Regions from separate parts of the Mus musculus genome. Here region 1 is linked to region 2. A link is a contact called in public HiChIP or PLAC-seq data. All regions are on one chromosome and are shown on one strand. The core of a region is the stretch at or near the end of the contact, and the rest is flanking DNA. Distances in the headings are between cores, read along the strand shown.

Region 1 (7,413 bases), core at 4,179-6,678, 1.5 Mb after region 2:
ACAGATGTATGGCAGGGGATATAGCCCGCTGAAGAGGGATAGATGTAGGCCACTTGAATCTTGACCATAGGAACAACTTAGGCTTTCCAGGTCACTTTGCTGCACCAGGCATCGTGCTGAGGAACCCTTTTCTTGAAGCCTTCACCTTTCTTTATTCGGCTCCCAGAATTTTTCTTTCTTTCTTTTTTTCCTTCTGTTTTTTTGAGACAGGGTTTCTGTGTGTAGCCCTGGCTGTCCTGGCACTCACTGTTAGACCAGGCAGAACTTAACAGAGATTCTCCTGCCCCTGTCTTCCAAATACTGGAATTAAAGATAAGTGCCACCAATTCTCCCTCCCTCCTCCTCTCCCTCCCTCCCCCTGTACCTCACTCCCCTCCTTCTCCTTCCCTCTCCCTCCTTCCTCCTTTCTTCCTTTCCCCTTCCTTTCCCCCCTTCTCCCATGTAAAGGCCAGACTTGGTACCTGTTGCTTCTTCTCCATACTTTGCCCTAAAACTGAGAAAATGGGTGGAAGAAGGGGAACATATTTTATTATGGCAGATAAGTGTATATGCATAGACACTGGGAGCTTCTGCTAAGCATGAGACACTCAACCCTGCTTTCAAACTTGCATTTTGAAATGCAGCTAGTAATTAAATTTTACCATCATGAGAGTGTACTAGATTGGAAAAACAGGAGCATGCTGTGTTCTACCTCTCTTGAGTGCTAAGGGATAATAGTAATGTTTAGGGTTTTCAGTTGCTATAAAACTACCAATAATTCTGTACACAACTAGTCAGGCCTGCATAATTATGGTTGTGTTTGATAAGTTAGTTTTTCAGAAATAACCTCTCAGAAAATAATCATCAGCATTAAACTTTTTACTTTTTTGTTTGTTTTGTCCTATTCAGGTTTTTATTTGTTCGTTTATTTATTTATGTTTTATTGAGACTGGGATTCTCTGTGTAACAATTCTGGCTGTCCTAGAACTCCTAGACTAGGCTGGCCTCAGACTCACAGAAATCTTCCTGCCTCTACCTCTCAAGTACTGGGATTAAAGGTGTGTGCCACTACCAGTTATGTGGCAGTAAACAGAGTAAGTTAGGTGGTGGTAATTCTTTAACAGTAAGCACCAGATTCATTGAAGCAGACTACAGAGACACTGAGTTTACTTTTAAGTGAGCACTTAGAAAACAGGTGGATAGTTATTTCATGGCATAAGAGGCATCTCTTATTTATTTATTATTATTATTTTCTTTTACTGACGAAGTCTTACTATGTTGCCTAGGCCAGAACATCATCTAGGGATCAAGTGTTTTCCTGCCTCAACCTTCTGAGTATCTGGGGCTACTGGTGTGTCTCATCATATCCAGGCTCCTAATGCTGATCAGGTGCTAATATGGACTGTACGGGTGCCCACGCACATGTGGCATACACTCACAGATAAACATACACACAAGTAAAATTTTTAAGAATTAAAACAGTAAATATTAGTTTGTGTTTGTAGAGGGAATAAGGATACTTTGTGTTTGTTGTACTGTGCATTGTAATGGTGATGGGGTTTCTGGTTTCTATAAAGGTGTTACTGCACCATAAGGATGTTGTTAAGTTGGGATGAAGGGGTGGGGCTGATTTTGTGTGTGTTTGTTGTGCACACACGTAGCTCTTAGTTAACTGAGGGGCTATAGTACTGGAGATAGATCTTTTAACAGCATAGCTGGGAATAAGAGCTGTTGGGATTGGTAGGGGAGCAGTGAGTTCTGGATTTTTGTTCAGGTCTGAGGTAGGGCTGGAGATCAGGAGTAAGGAGAAGCCGGAGAAGGGAGATGCCAACGGGGAGGAACAGGTGTTCCAGTTTTGATACTGGAGCTGCTGAGTAAAGAGTAGGCTTTCTCTTCCTGCCTTTCCTTTTTTGAATGTTGCTGAAAGTGTTCGAGGAGAGAGAAACAGAGCAAGGTAGGATAAAGAGAGGCAGCAACAGGCTTTAGTCTGGCCTTCCCTTTCCTTGGCACTTTGGGATTTTAGACAGTGGTGGGTAGATGAAAGAGTGTTTGGATTTTGATTCCTTCTATAAACATACTTGGCTTTTCTTCAGGCTAGGAGTAGAAAGAAATACAGGAATGTCCCAGTTATTACTGTGTTACTGTAAAACAAGACTTTCACGGGGAGGCACATGTCTATTCACCTCAAATACAGAGATCATGAAAGACCAAAATACAGAGACCAAGTCCAACTTGGTGGAACAATGAATTGTATTGGGTTACTTATAGGAGCCCACCTCAGCATGAGTGACAGCTCATAAAAGTGGGGAACCTGGAGCATACTCCACAGCCGGCAGAGAGCTCAGTAGGTTGGAGAGTGTCCTTTCTAGGTGACTCAGTTGGTCTAAACTTCAGGCAGCTTGGCTGTTGTCTGCTTCTTCCTGCCATCTGGTCTGGTCTCACAGTCTGCTTTGCAGTTTGGCTAGTCTGTGAGTGACTCTAGGCCCTTCTTTATTGCTTACTGATGGTGGAGGTGAGTGTCGGGAGTCTGGCTTGTGAGTTTGGTCAGTTTCAGGGACTTCTTGAAGCTATTTGAGTTGTTTACTTTGCGCTTCCTTAAATGATGGGATGTTTTATTCTCAGAGGAAATTGGTATACCACATCTGTCCTAACAAATCATCTCAAACTTAAAGGGCTTAATGACAATTATCATTTTTTTGTAGTCCTGGGCATTAACTATGTTTTCTGGCTGGCTTTTTCTGTGATTATACAGTCATGGTGGCTGTAATGGAGCCATTCTTAAGCTTGCTTTATGAAAAATTTAACCTCCTCTGGTGGTTGATAATGGCTCTTCTTTGGAACCTCCTCTGGACTTGCCATTGGAACCTGAACTTGACCTCTTGGTGTGACTTGAGCATCACACTACCTGGCAGAGAGCAAAGAGACAGAAAGGAGAAACTGTGGCTTTAAGGCCTTGGCCTGGAAACTCTTAACATTACTTCTGTCATGTTCTATTGATAAGCAGTCACTAAACTTTTACTTCAGAGCATGGCTCAGTTATTCTTCTATTGCTGCAGAGAGACAGTATGACCAAGGCGCCTTTTAGAAAGAAAGCATACTTGTGGGTTTGCTTATAGTTCCAGAGGTTCAATCCATTATCATCATGGTGGGAGGCAGACAAATACAGTGCTGGAGCAGTAGCTGGGAGATTCATATCCTGACCCACAGGCAGCAGGGGAAGGAGAGAGAGGGACCACAGACACACAGATACACACTAGGCCGAGCATGGGCTTTTGAAACCTGAAAGTCAGTTCACAGTGACACACACACCTCTTTCAACAAGGCCACATCTCCTAATCTTTACCAAATAGTTGGTCTAATTGGGGCCTATGCATTCAAACACTTGAGCTTATAGGGGTCCTTCTCATTCAAACCACCAGAGAGCATCAGAGAAATTTTGAGCATTGTTGTTACTTGGGTTTTTGGGTTTTGGTTTGGGGGGGTGGGTTGTTTTTTGGTGTGTGTTTGTTTGTTTTGGAGGCAGAGTCTTGTTGCTTACTTCGGTTTTGAACTCATGATTCCAGGCCAGCCAGGGAGACCTTGTTTCCTTAAAAGGGAAGATTTTATACTGGTCTCTAAATGCGTATATATCTTAATTGCAATATTTTTATATTGTTGCTGCTAGTATTTTTGATTATTAGTAATAACTCCTATGGAGATCTACAATGGAAAGGAACATGTGGTGCAAGGAGAAATACCAAATACCAATGCTGAGTGCATACTTAAACACACATTATTAAGAAATATGTCTTGGGGCTGGAGAGATGGCTCAGTGGTGAAGAACACTGGCTACTCTTCCAGAAGACCCAGATTCAATTTCCCATCATCCACTTGACAGCTCACACTTATCTGTAACTGCAGTTCCAGGGCTTCTGACATCCTCCCACAGACATACATTGAGGCAATGGACATAAAATAAATTATATATTTAAAATAAAAGATGTCTTAAAATGGTGCATGCCTTTAATCCCAGCACTTGGGAGGCAGAGGCAGGCAGATTTCTGAGTTCGAGGCCAGCCTGGTCTACAAAGTGAGTTCCAGGACAGCCAGGGCTATACAGAGAAACCCTGTTTTGAAAAACCAAAAAAAAAAAAAAAAAAAATGTCCATAGTAACATAATTTTAACTACACATTACATTGTTAATGTAAAAGATTAGGTATTGTCATAAGTTAAAAAATGGATAAATAATTTTTAGGCGTGTATGTAATTTTAGTTTTAACTGTTTTAAATTGTTAAATATGTTCTCTATTGATCCTTTATGGTTTTTATAATCTGGAAATTGAGCAAACACATTTTTTGAGGTGTAAGTAATATAAAATGTGCACATTTCAAGTGTACAATCAATGGGCTAGGTCATGTCCCTGTGAGTAAGTAGACCATTTGCTTAGGACCTTTGGTAAGTGATCTCCCTACAGAAGGCTTTGTCTAGGAGTCGCTGTGGTTAAGTTCTAGGAATCAAACCCGGAGGCTCACACACACTGGCAAGCGAGCTTATCGCTGAGCTGCACCCCGTGCCTAGTTCTGTCATGCTTTCCCTTGCTAGAGATGGGGTGTGCTACTTGGAGGAGTGATGCTTTGTAGTCAGCATTTCCTGATTGGCTTTTCTTTAGTGTAGTGACTGAGAGTCCTCTGTGCTGGTGCATGCATCAGCATTCTTGCCCCCTTTAATTGTGGAATACTCTGCTGGGTGGGTCTTGGCTATTTTGAAACTATCTTACAGGTGTTCGAAGTTTGTAGCTTTCATGATTATGAATAAAATTGCTCTAAACATTTGCATACAAGTCTTTGTGTGGACACATACTACTCTGGTGAATGCTTAGGAGTAAGCTTGCAGGGTCATATGGTTAGAGGTAAGGGAGTGGGGGGGAGGGGGAGGGGTGAAGGATGGGGGAGGGGGAGGGAGAGGGGGATGGTATGTGGGAGAGGGAGAGGGTGCTTGCTTGCATGTAGCTTTAAGAGGACTTGAAACTGTCTTCCCAATTTGACTGTGCCACTTCTGCTTTGCCTATGGGGGCGGGTGAGTGTCAGCTGTCCCTGTCCTCTCAGTGCTTGTTTCCTGGTCCTTACTCTAGCAGATGGGCAGTGGTGATGACGCCTCGATGTAGCTTACACTTTATTCTGTAATACTGACCATCTTGTCATGTGTTTATTGGGCATTTTTGCAACTTAAAGGCTTGTAGGAAGCTGAAGTATTATAGGACAATCCTTCATGTGCTTATATTGCAAATATTTCTTTAGACTTTAATTTTGTTAATAGTATTAATTTATCCTGTCTAAAGAATTGATCTTTTGTTTGGGGATTGTTACAGAGTCATATGTACTTGTAAGAAATGATAGAACTCAGTGTCTATTTCCTAGTTTGTTGTGATAATCCTAAAGCTGTGTCATGATGGCATGACTCACATGTTGGAACTGATAAAAGCCACTGGTCATAGTCAAATGCTTGGTTTCATTTACACTCTTGTGTATGTTTACTGTGGTATGTATTATCATCATTCATGTCTGTAGATTTGTGTAGACATTTCCACAGTTAAGATTCAGAGCATCAGGGCTGGGGCTGGTTATATTCTGTGTGTTCCAGCACCAGCTCCCCCTGCATACCCCACATGTGCCTGTTCACATCCTTTGGTGACCCGTGCAGTTCCCTACACTCTGACTAGCATTGTGACCATGTTGGGAATGTGGCGTTGTGATGGTGTACACTGTGGCATTCTGATTGCTGTCCAGTGGGAAGCTCCCATTTCCCAATGACTAACATGGAGTGTCTTTAATTGTATCCCTTTCATTTGGCTGATTTTCAAATTGGACTATTGGGTATTTTGCAGTTGGGTTTTGAATGTTTTTGAACACATTCTGGAATTAGCTGTTTTTCAGATAAGCACTTCTCGATCTCCTGCCCCGACTCTGGAGCTTGTTTTCCTCAGGTCACGTCTATGGTCTTTCCAACTCCAAGAGTTCTTCATTTTGATGAGTTTCAGTTTATTTCCTCTATTTTCCCAGAGGTTCTGTTTTTTAAATCACAGAGTGCCTCATACAGAGACTATAATCTTTTGTTGAGGATGTTCATTTGCACCATCTCATTTGTGGGAAGGTTAGCTTCCTTGTCAATGGCCTTTGTCCTATATACAAGGAGGATGAGCACACTTGTGTGAGGCTACCTTCATGGAGGCTGGTTTTGGTTTTCCTTCTGTTCCAGGCATTTGTATTTTATCAGAATTCCAGTATAGTTTTGTGTATTTTTGTCAGCTACATTATAAGCCTTGGAATTTTTGCTCCCCACCTTATTTTCTCACAAAAAAGGAAAAACATTCTCTTAACTATTCTAAGTGTTTTGCCCTCTCATATAAATTTTATAATTTTCTGTACTATCCATGTCTTAAAAATCTTTCCTGGGTTTTCATTAAGCCTTTGTATAATATTGGAGAGAATTTTGTTAAGTGGTTTTTGGTAGTCTTCTATCAACAGATGTGATTCCTCTGTCTCTTTGTATTTCTTTCATCAACATTTTATGGTTTTTGTGTTTTGTTTGTTTGTTTGTTTTTGAGACAGGGTTTCTCTGTGTTGTAGCCCTGGCTGTCCTGGAACTCCATATATAAACCAGGCTGGCCTTGAAACTGAGAAATCCACCTGCCTCTGCCTCCCAAGTGCTGGGATTAAAGGCATGTGCCACCACTGCCCTGCCATTTTTTGTTTTTTTTTTTTTTAGATTTATTTACTTATCGTATGTAAGTACACTGTAGCTGTCTTAAGACACTCCAGAAGAGGACATCAGATTTCGTTAGGGATGGTTGTGAGCCAACATGTGGTTGCTGGGATTTGAACTCGGGACCTTCGGAAGAGAAGTCGGCACTCTTAACCACTGAGCCATCATCTCGCCAGCATTTTTTGTTTTTTAACATACAATTTATGTGCATGTTTTATTAAATTTTAATATTTGCCTTGGAGTAGATTTAAATGACATGATTTCCTTTCTTCAGGTGAATTTTTAAAAAATAACTTTCAGGGAGCTGTCTACATGGCTCAGGAGTGGGTGTGTACTGCTCTTCCAGAGGCCCTAAGCTCAGTTCCCAGCACACAGTTTGAATATCTCATAAATACCTATTAACCCCAAGGGATCCAGCCCCTTTTTTGGTCTCTGTATGCATCTGCATACATATGTACATACCTGCACACAGAGATACAGAAATATACATGTGCAAAATCTTTGTCTATCCAGTCCTGATTTTCCCTGTGCAGTAGTTCCTTTTCTATGCTGTTGATAAATAACATGACCATGGTAGCTTATAAAAGAAAACATTGAATGGGACTTACAATGTCAGAGGGTTAAAGAGTGAAGCAAAATCATGACATCAGGATCAGTCAGTCACTCTCTGAACTCAGAATGGTGCAAATGG
Region 2 (7,626 bases), core at 1,917-4,416:
GACCAGAGGAAGGATTTACTGCCCCTCTGAGCCTGGACCCACCCCTGGTGTTGGTGTGTGTGTGGTGTGTGAGTGTGTGTGCAGGTGCCATTTCCCTATAGGTCTGAGGCTCTGGTCCTTAGCATGTCCTGCTCATGTCGGTAACACACATTCACTCAGGGTTTCTTCTGCTCCCACAAATGGGAAAGATACTGGTTGAAGAGATGAGAATTATACAGAAATAAAGATAACCATGATGTGAGCATGGTAGCACACGCCTGTAATGCCAGAGGCCTGTAAAGACAGAGGCCGGCAGATCTCTGTGTTCAGGGACAGCTTGGTCTACAGAATGAGTGCCAGGACAGCCAGAGCTACACAGTGAGACCCTGTCTCAAAAAATCAAAACAAGGGGGCTGGAGAGATGGCTCAATGGTTAAGAGCACTGACTGCTCTTCCTAAGGTCCTGAGTTCAAATCCCGCAACCTCATGGTGGCTCCCAAACATCCATAATGAGATCTGATGCCCTCTTCTGATGCGTCTGAAGACAGCTACAGTGTACTTAGATATAATAAATAAATTTTTTAAAAAAATCTAAAAAAAAAAAAAAAATCAAAACAACAACAACCAGAGCTGGAGAGCCGGAGAGGAGCTGGTTCAGGAACTGTTGCTCTGATGAAACTCATTCTTCAGAAGACCTGGGTTTGATTCCTAGCACCCATAAGGTGGCTCACAACCATCTGTAACTCCAGCTTCAGGGGATCCAATCTCCTGTCCAGGCATATGCATAGTGCATACATACAGGCAAAACAGTCATATACGTTAAACATGTGTGTGCATATATAATTTGTATATATAAATAATTATATTTTTGTTTATTTTTTTACTTGTGATATATATACACACACATACACATATATATCTGTAATCAAAGAGATGGCTGTATAATTTGTATATATATAATTATATATACTGTATATTTTTTACTTGTGATATATATATATATGTATATGTATATATATATGTAATCAAAGATGTAATCAAAGAGATGGCTCAGTAGTCAAGAGTAGTTAGTTGCTAGGGCCAGGCAGTAATGGTGCACACCTTCATCCCAGCACCAGGGAAGCAGAAACAGATGGCACTTTGTGAGTTCGAGGCCAGCTTGATCTACAAAATGAGTTCCAGGACAGCCAGAGTTATATAGTGAGACCCTGTGGTTGTGGGGTGGGGAGAGATGGACCAACAAAACAAAACATAGCACACATACATACACAAAGAAAGTCACCAAAACAGATTTAATTCAAAACTAAAAAAATAAATAAATAAACCCCATGCTTTACAGAAAAAAAAAATTCACATAATAGGTATCTTTATCACATGTGAAAAATAAATAAAAGAATAAGCTGATAAAATTGCAGCAGGTGATAACAAACAATTTCTGAGACAAAGTGTCTAACATGCTCTGCCTTGAACTGGCCTTGAACTGTGACCTTCCCGTCTCAGCCTTTGAGTCAGTCCAAACTGCTACAAAGAGAGCAAAGCATTAAGGTAACAGGGTAACCAGAGTGGAAATGCCAGGGCTTTGAATACCACAAGGTTTCTTCCTCCACACAGGAAGGGCTGACATTTTGAGGCAGATCATGTCTGTTGTGGGGAGCCAACCTGTGCGGGTCAGATTAGCTGTGACACACAAAAATATCTCTAGACCTAAACTGGGCATAATTGTCCCCAGGTTGAGGACTCTCTAAGGAAGGGGGGTCCCTGAAGAAGTGCCATAGAACTGAATGCTGGCGGGAAAGCCTCAGTCAGCCTGAAGCGGACTAACAAACAAAACAGACCATGTCATCGGACAGAGGGCTTGCATATTTTAGAAACATAAGGGTGATGGCTGCAAGGGTGAGAACCATAAAGAGGTACAGAAACACAACAGTCAGTCTGGCTTGGGGAACTAAACGCAATAGGAGGCGCTGGAGAGGCGGCTCAGTTAAGAGTTCTGTCTGCACCAGGCCGGTGGTGGCGCACGCCTTTAATCCCAGCACTCAGGAGGCAGAGGCAGGCGGATTTTTGAGTTCGAGGCCAGCCTGGTCTACAAAGTGAGTTCCAGGACAGCCAGGGCTATACAGAGAAGCCCTGTCTCAAAAAAAAAAAAAAAAAAGAGAGAGAGAGAGAGAGAGAGAGCGCTCTGGCTGCTCTGCAAAGGACCAGGGTTGTTTCTCAGCTGGTCACATCTGTAACTGCCAATTCCAGGGAATCTGAAGCCCTATTCTGGCCTCCAGGAGCTAAATGCACATAAATAGTCTTTAAATTAAAAAAAGCGTAAATGTAATCATCTCATTTGTTATTTTCTAAAGGTACAGCGGAGAAAACACTTCAAGAGGAGGAAGCGGGGAGTCCTATTATGTCCCTAGTCCAAAAGATGGGGGTAGCAGAGGTGTAGAGAAACGCCGCCCGCTAGGAAGCCATTCCTATGGTAACCATCAAGTGTTCCGTATCATCAGCCCTACACTGATGACAACCTTGCTACAACTGCACAAACTACCTGTTCCTGGGGATAACATGGTAACCGGCACAGAAGAACAGGGACCACTGCTAATAGCAAAATCTCTGTATGATTTTGGACAAAACAGTCACACCCCTGCGCTCCACAGTAAATCTTTCGAGATCACTGTCATTGCTAAAACTTGTACACTCACACCCGAGAGCAGCAAGGGCCAGCTGCCCTGACCTCCCCGGTGGATACGAACCACCAACTGCAGATTCTTTCCCTAGCTCCTCTGTCACCTGACCAGGCTGTCTCCTAGCTGGGTTGGTCTCCAGACCCAGTTCAGAAACCAATGCCTCAATTTACCCGTCCGCACTCGAGACGGAGTAGTCGAGGGGCTTCCTGCCACGCTTTGAAGCCAGCCTTCCTGCACCAGGCCCGGAAGCTCCAAACACGGTTCGAGGCCTCCTTCAGTCCACGTTCCCGGAGATGGGGCTGGAGATTGCCCGCCGCCGGCAACGCGGCCGCCTCACCCCTCTCACCCCTGTCGAAGTCCATCTCCTCCAGCGTCTGCTGTACCCCGGGCACCGCACTAGGGTGAGAGCAGCAGGAGCCATCCGCGCAAAGGTGCGGCGCCGCCATCCCGGCGGCCGGGACTGCAGCCAAGCGCTCCTACGAAATGCCCACCCCTCCGTCCCAGGTTGACCACTCGACGTCCGTAGTTGACCTTCGAGTCCCGCCTCCTCGCCCCAGGCCAACCAATCCTGCATTTAGACCTTAGCTTAGCAACCAATGAAAGTGGTGAGGTGTGGCTGGATAGACTGAGCCTTGCTGCTTTGCTACCACGGGAGGGCGCCCAAGGCTAACTAAGCACAAGGAAGAGCAAAGGCTCGGGAATCCGTTGAGCTCCCCGGGAGGAGGCAGGACAGTTCGTGCAGCCTCGCCTTGTAGGGTGAGGGGACCAGGCAGCTTGGCCTGTCTGGTAGTGTTTATGTCGCATTCGCCAGAACCGAGGCCTCGCAGGTTCCCCAGGGCACAAGGACTCTAGACGCGGCCCATAGTCCCTCTCTCATCTCCCAAGCATCACTTGAGCTGTAGGCCATCCATGGTCAGATCAGTGACCCGCCAGAAAGCTACTAACACTCTGACCCTCGTTCTTTAGCAATCCATCAGGAAGCAGGTGGCCTGAGGGCAAGGACCTGGTAGACCACCTTTGTGCTTAAGCCTCTGCCCACTCAGTGGGCGCTGGTTGCCAACACCCACTGGGCAGACAACTGAGCTAAGGGAAACACACTCAAGTATTTCCCAGCCTCTTCTGACCCACACTCAGGGAAACAGCAGCCTGCTCAAGGGTCATCCAAGTGTATGGGGGGTGGGGGGTGGGGTGGCAGCTAAGGGTGGGCAGAGAGCTCACTGTGGTCTCTGTTCCTATGTACCGGTTAGATTGATCTAAACCAGGTGTGTCCAAATTGCAGCCAACAACAGCATCAAATTTAGCACAACACAAAATCTTAAAATGTCTTTTTTTTTTCCTCCTTCCTATTTTCCTTCTCGAAATCCGATTGGCAGGCAGCTCTCATTAAGGGCGCTCAGAAATGAATCCAGGCTGGGCCTGTTGTTTTTCCCAGGAACATCTGGGCCTACACCACTCCCTCACTAAGACAAGGGCTTGATACTGACTGGGTGGCAATAGGGGACTATCCCTACCCAGATAGGACATTCGAGACTAGCATTCTTCCCCTCCCACGGAGCTTGTCCTAATCTCCATCTTTATAAAGACACTGTCCACACAACTTGAGAAGCCTCTCCTTCAGCCCCTGACTCCCTGCTCACCCTCCCTATAGTTCTGGGAAGACCGTCTCCTTCTCCTCCTCTTCCCGAACGCTCTGCCTTGTTTCCCTGTGGCACCAGGCCAAGTCCAGCTCCCAAGCAGAGTAGCCCTGCTCTGGCTCCCAGTCCCATAGGCATCACTGTGGGAAAACACTTGAGTCTCAGCTGGCCCCTCCAGAGATGCACGGACAGGCATTAAGACCATGATGGCCCAGACCAAAGGATGAGTCCCTCTTAGGTCAATAAGTGGGTTTGAGTCAAAATATCTGTGTGGCAGGGTTAAATTTCATTTTCTCCATTTTATTTGTCAATATAAAAATACTCAAATATTTACAACAAATAAATATGTGGGGACACAATAAGTTACACTGTTAGCCCTTTTCCCAGAGCAGGGAGAGGATAGGCCAGTATCCATAGCATGCCCACCTCCTCCCTTCCCTCCCCCAACAACCCTTCCCAGCCCTGTCAGAAGAGCGCAAATATAAAATACCACCGAACCCGGAGGGCAAGTGGGAGGCCCTGCCCACCCCTCCCCCTGAAGCAGGAGGTTCCATCTCCACCCCCAACCCCCGCCCTGAAAACATTCACAGCCCTAGGAGCAGGGCTAGGCCCACCCCCGAGTCCCGCACTCCCCCAAAAGGGGTACAACACCCTGTCCTTCCCTTCCCCGTATGTACATCACTGCCCCAAAGCTTGGGACAGCTGGGGGTAGGAGAAGCAAAGTGCTATGACCCCCTTCCCCTTCATAGCTCCAAAGACTCAACCAGGAGGACCCCAGGCCAAGGGAAGACGTGATAGAGACAGGAAAGTTACAACACACACACACACACACACACATTCTTCCACATGCATACCAACACATATATGCACAAACACGCCCACATCTTGAAACCTCTTCCTTGCAAAGTTTTGGCTGCTGGGGTCCCACATGTCTCAAATTCACAGAGGAGGGTGTGTCTCCTGTGAGGCTGAAGTCCTGGTGAGCCACACCAAGTGGCAGTGCCCATGCTGAGCAGGTCCTCACGGCCGGGCAAATGCTGGGCAGTGTCTGTCCCAGGCAGAGCAAGTGCCCCTGCCATGTCCCTGAGGTAGCTGGTGCCTGTGCAAAAGTTAAGAGTGCACCTCCCATGAGACCCCCCCCCGCCAATGAGGTGGGGGGGTCCCCTCATACTGAAGACTCCTCTGGGTTGGAGTCAGGCAGCGGCTGGCGCTGTTGTAGTTTCCGTCGTAATTCATCCGCGAGCTCAGGCAGTGGGTGCCCAGATCCTCCTCGGTCCTCTCCGCCCAACTGTAAACGCACATAACCATTGGCATTTGAGTTCCGACCACCTCCTAGGTGGAGCCGAGTTGGAGAAGGCAGAGGCTGGCCAGGTATGCCAGGAGGTGGGGAAGGGGGCCCACCCCCAGGCTGGCACCGGGCGTGACCAGGCACAATCTTGAGAGAGCCATCCGAATAGTAGTACCCGACAGGATCCCAAAGTTTCTCATCAGTTTCGGGGCCAGGACGGAAGGGGGGACTGGCAGGCTCCTTGGGCAGTTCCAAGGGGTACACCAGTGTCCTCTCAGATGCCTTGGCACCCTTTTCTAGCTCTTCTCGAAGTCGCCGGCGGAGCGATAGGACCAGCAGCAGCAGCACCAGGCACACAGCCCCCAGGGCCACCACAGCGAGCCACACGAGCCCCAGGTTTTCCAAGGGAGCCCGTGCCTCCAGTGTCACCGACGAGCCGGCCACGACAGCAACAAGGTAGCTTTCTGCAGCCAGTCTTGTCCCCTGCTCCTCTGAATAGCAACGATAGGGTCCAGAGTGACGGGACTGTGCGGCCATCACCACCAGCGCCTGGAGTCCCGTGTCATAAAGAAAGGAGCCAGGTTGTTCTGCAGGCAGGTCCTGGCTTCCGAAGGTCCAGTGGGCATGGGCCAAATTGGACGAGAGGTGGCAGGGTAGGACCAGGTCTGTGCCTGACACAACGGTGATGTTCTTGGGAATAGATCTGACTGCAGAGGCAGAAATGAGAGAGAACCCAGTGTTAATGCAGGAACCCCAGGTCCCACAGTGAGAGGTGATAAACTAACTCTGGCTGTGATCCAGGGGCCCATCCTCAAAATGAGGGAACAAAAGGAAAACAGCTCACCTTTTTTAATGCCATACTGGTTACACATCTTTGAAGTGTCCAAGTTCGCCACATGTTGGACCAGAAAGGACCTGGTAGGGAAGAGAAGTGGCATCAGAGATCCAACTCCAATCACCTTAGCCTCCCCCTCCTGGCCCTGGCACTCAGAGACGACTGACTCACCCCGAGCGACCACTGGTGGTGGCCACACAGCGGCTGGTGTTGACATTCCAGGCACAGTAAGGGTCCCTGGCCAGGACACAGTCTACACAGAAACGGTACTTTGTGCAGTCGGCCAGAGACAGCTGAACCAGCTGAGAGCGGGAGCCAGCAAAGAGCACCTTCTACAGTAAAACAAAGCACAGGGTAAGCCACACCACGCCTCGGGGTGATGGCTGAGATTTGTTCAGAGAGCATAAACATACTAGGTCCCCCAAGGAAGAAAAAGGCAGCGGAAGAAAAATCCAGGCCAGAGGAACAATTTTGATGAGGGCTTACGACAAGCCATCAAAATCCTAATCACTTTACAGACATGACCTTCTTAGACAGGGACGGACGGCAGACCCGTGAGGCTGAGGCGTACGCTCACTTGCTCACACTCGGGCCAGGAAACTCAGTTTCCCCCGGCCCCCGGAGCCAGCACAGTGACAGCAGTGCCTATGGAAGGTGGGGTTCCTCTGTTTGAATGGTGACTGCCAATCTGCATGCTTGCTCAGCCCCACAATTCCCTTGCTGCCATCTCATTATTCAGCGTTGTAGGGAGCAACTTTGAGTCATAGTAGCTGGTAAAGGGCAAGCAAATCAGAATCCAGAGGGTGATGCGAATATGAGTTTTGCATAAAGGTGTTAAAAAAAGAAAGAAAGAAAGAAAAGAAAAAACGTGAACACTTAAATGAGCCCGGAGACTGAGGGCCTGGCTCAGACACCCACTAGGGACTCAAAGAAATCGGATGTCTCTGTTGCTTGGGTACCAAAACATCTTGACCGAGAAGAGACTGCAGATAGAGCTGCAGCCCCACTTGGAAGGAGTTTGCCAAGGCTGGATTCTGGGAATGGGGGCCCCACAGGGACTGGCTCTATAAGAGAACCTTCAGAGGACAGGTTCTGGCCACCTTAGATCTCTTACTTCTGGGAACTCGAGAGCTACATGAGCCCAACTATGGATGGCATAGAGCCTGGGCGCCAGATAGACAATGGAGCAGAGAACAGAGAGGGAGGTGCGTGTGG

Evidence for each region. HiChIP or PLAC-seq counts read pairs in DNA pulled down with a chosen protein or histone mark.
Region 1: a contact with region 2 is called in an H3K27ac HiChIP or PLAC-seq map of microglia, with 6 times the contacts expected there. The contact joins the enhancer-like site here to the promoter of Ankrd39 in region 2. A contact is called at or near these places in 3 of 39 promoter capture datasets (cranial neural crest, hippocampal neurons and liver), 2 of 115 datasets of contacts at active chromatin or transcription factors (extraembryonic endoderm stem cells and microglia) and 1 of 9 other capture datasets (liver).

Annotation. Positions count from the first base shown.
Region 1 is chr1:38,007,288-38,014,700 of GRCm38.p6, forward strand. The region is part of intron 1 of Eif5b (eukaryotic translation initiation factor 5B); the gene reads left to right. Among named protein-coding and RNA genes, the nearest start is that of Eif5b, 13 kb to the left of the region's middle. Within about 2 kb of position 5,429, at least 68 of the 459 cell types and tissues checked have an H3K27ac peak or open chromatin away from gene starts, as enhancers often do. A contact at or near this core is called in microglia, where this site is marked.
Region 2 is chr1:36,544,086-36,551,711 of GRCm38.p6, forward strand. Ankrd39 (ankyrin repeat domain 39) reads right to left here and starts at 3,167. Exons shown (of 4, transcript NM_026241.4): 1 at 3,001-3,167. The coding sequence starts at 3,100. It overlaps Sema4c (sema domain, immunoglobulin domain (Ig), transmembrane domain (TM) and short cytoplasmic domain, (semaphorin) 4C), which reads right to left. Exons shown (of 15, transcript NM_001126047.3): 13 at 6,583-6,743; 14 at 6,421-6,491; 15 at 4,554-6,283. The coding sequence ends at 5,454.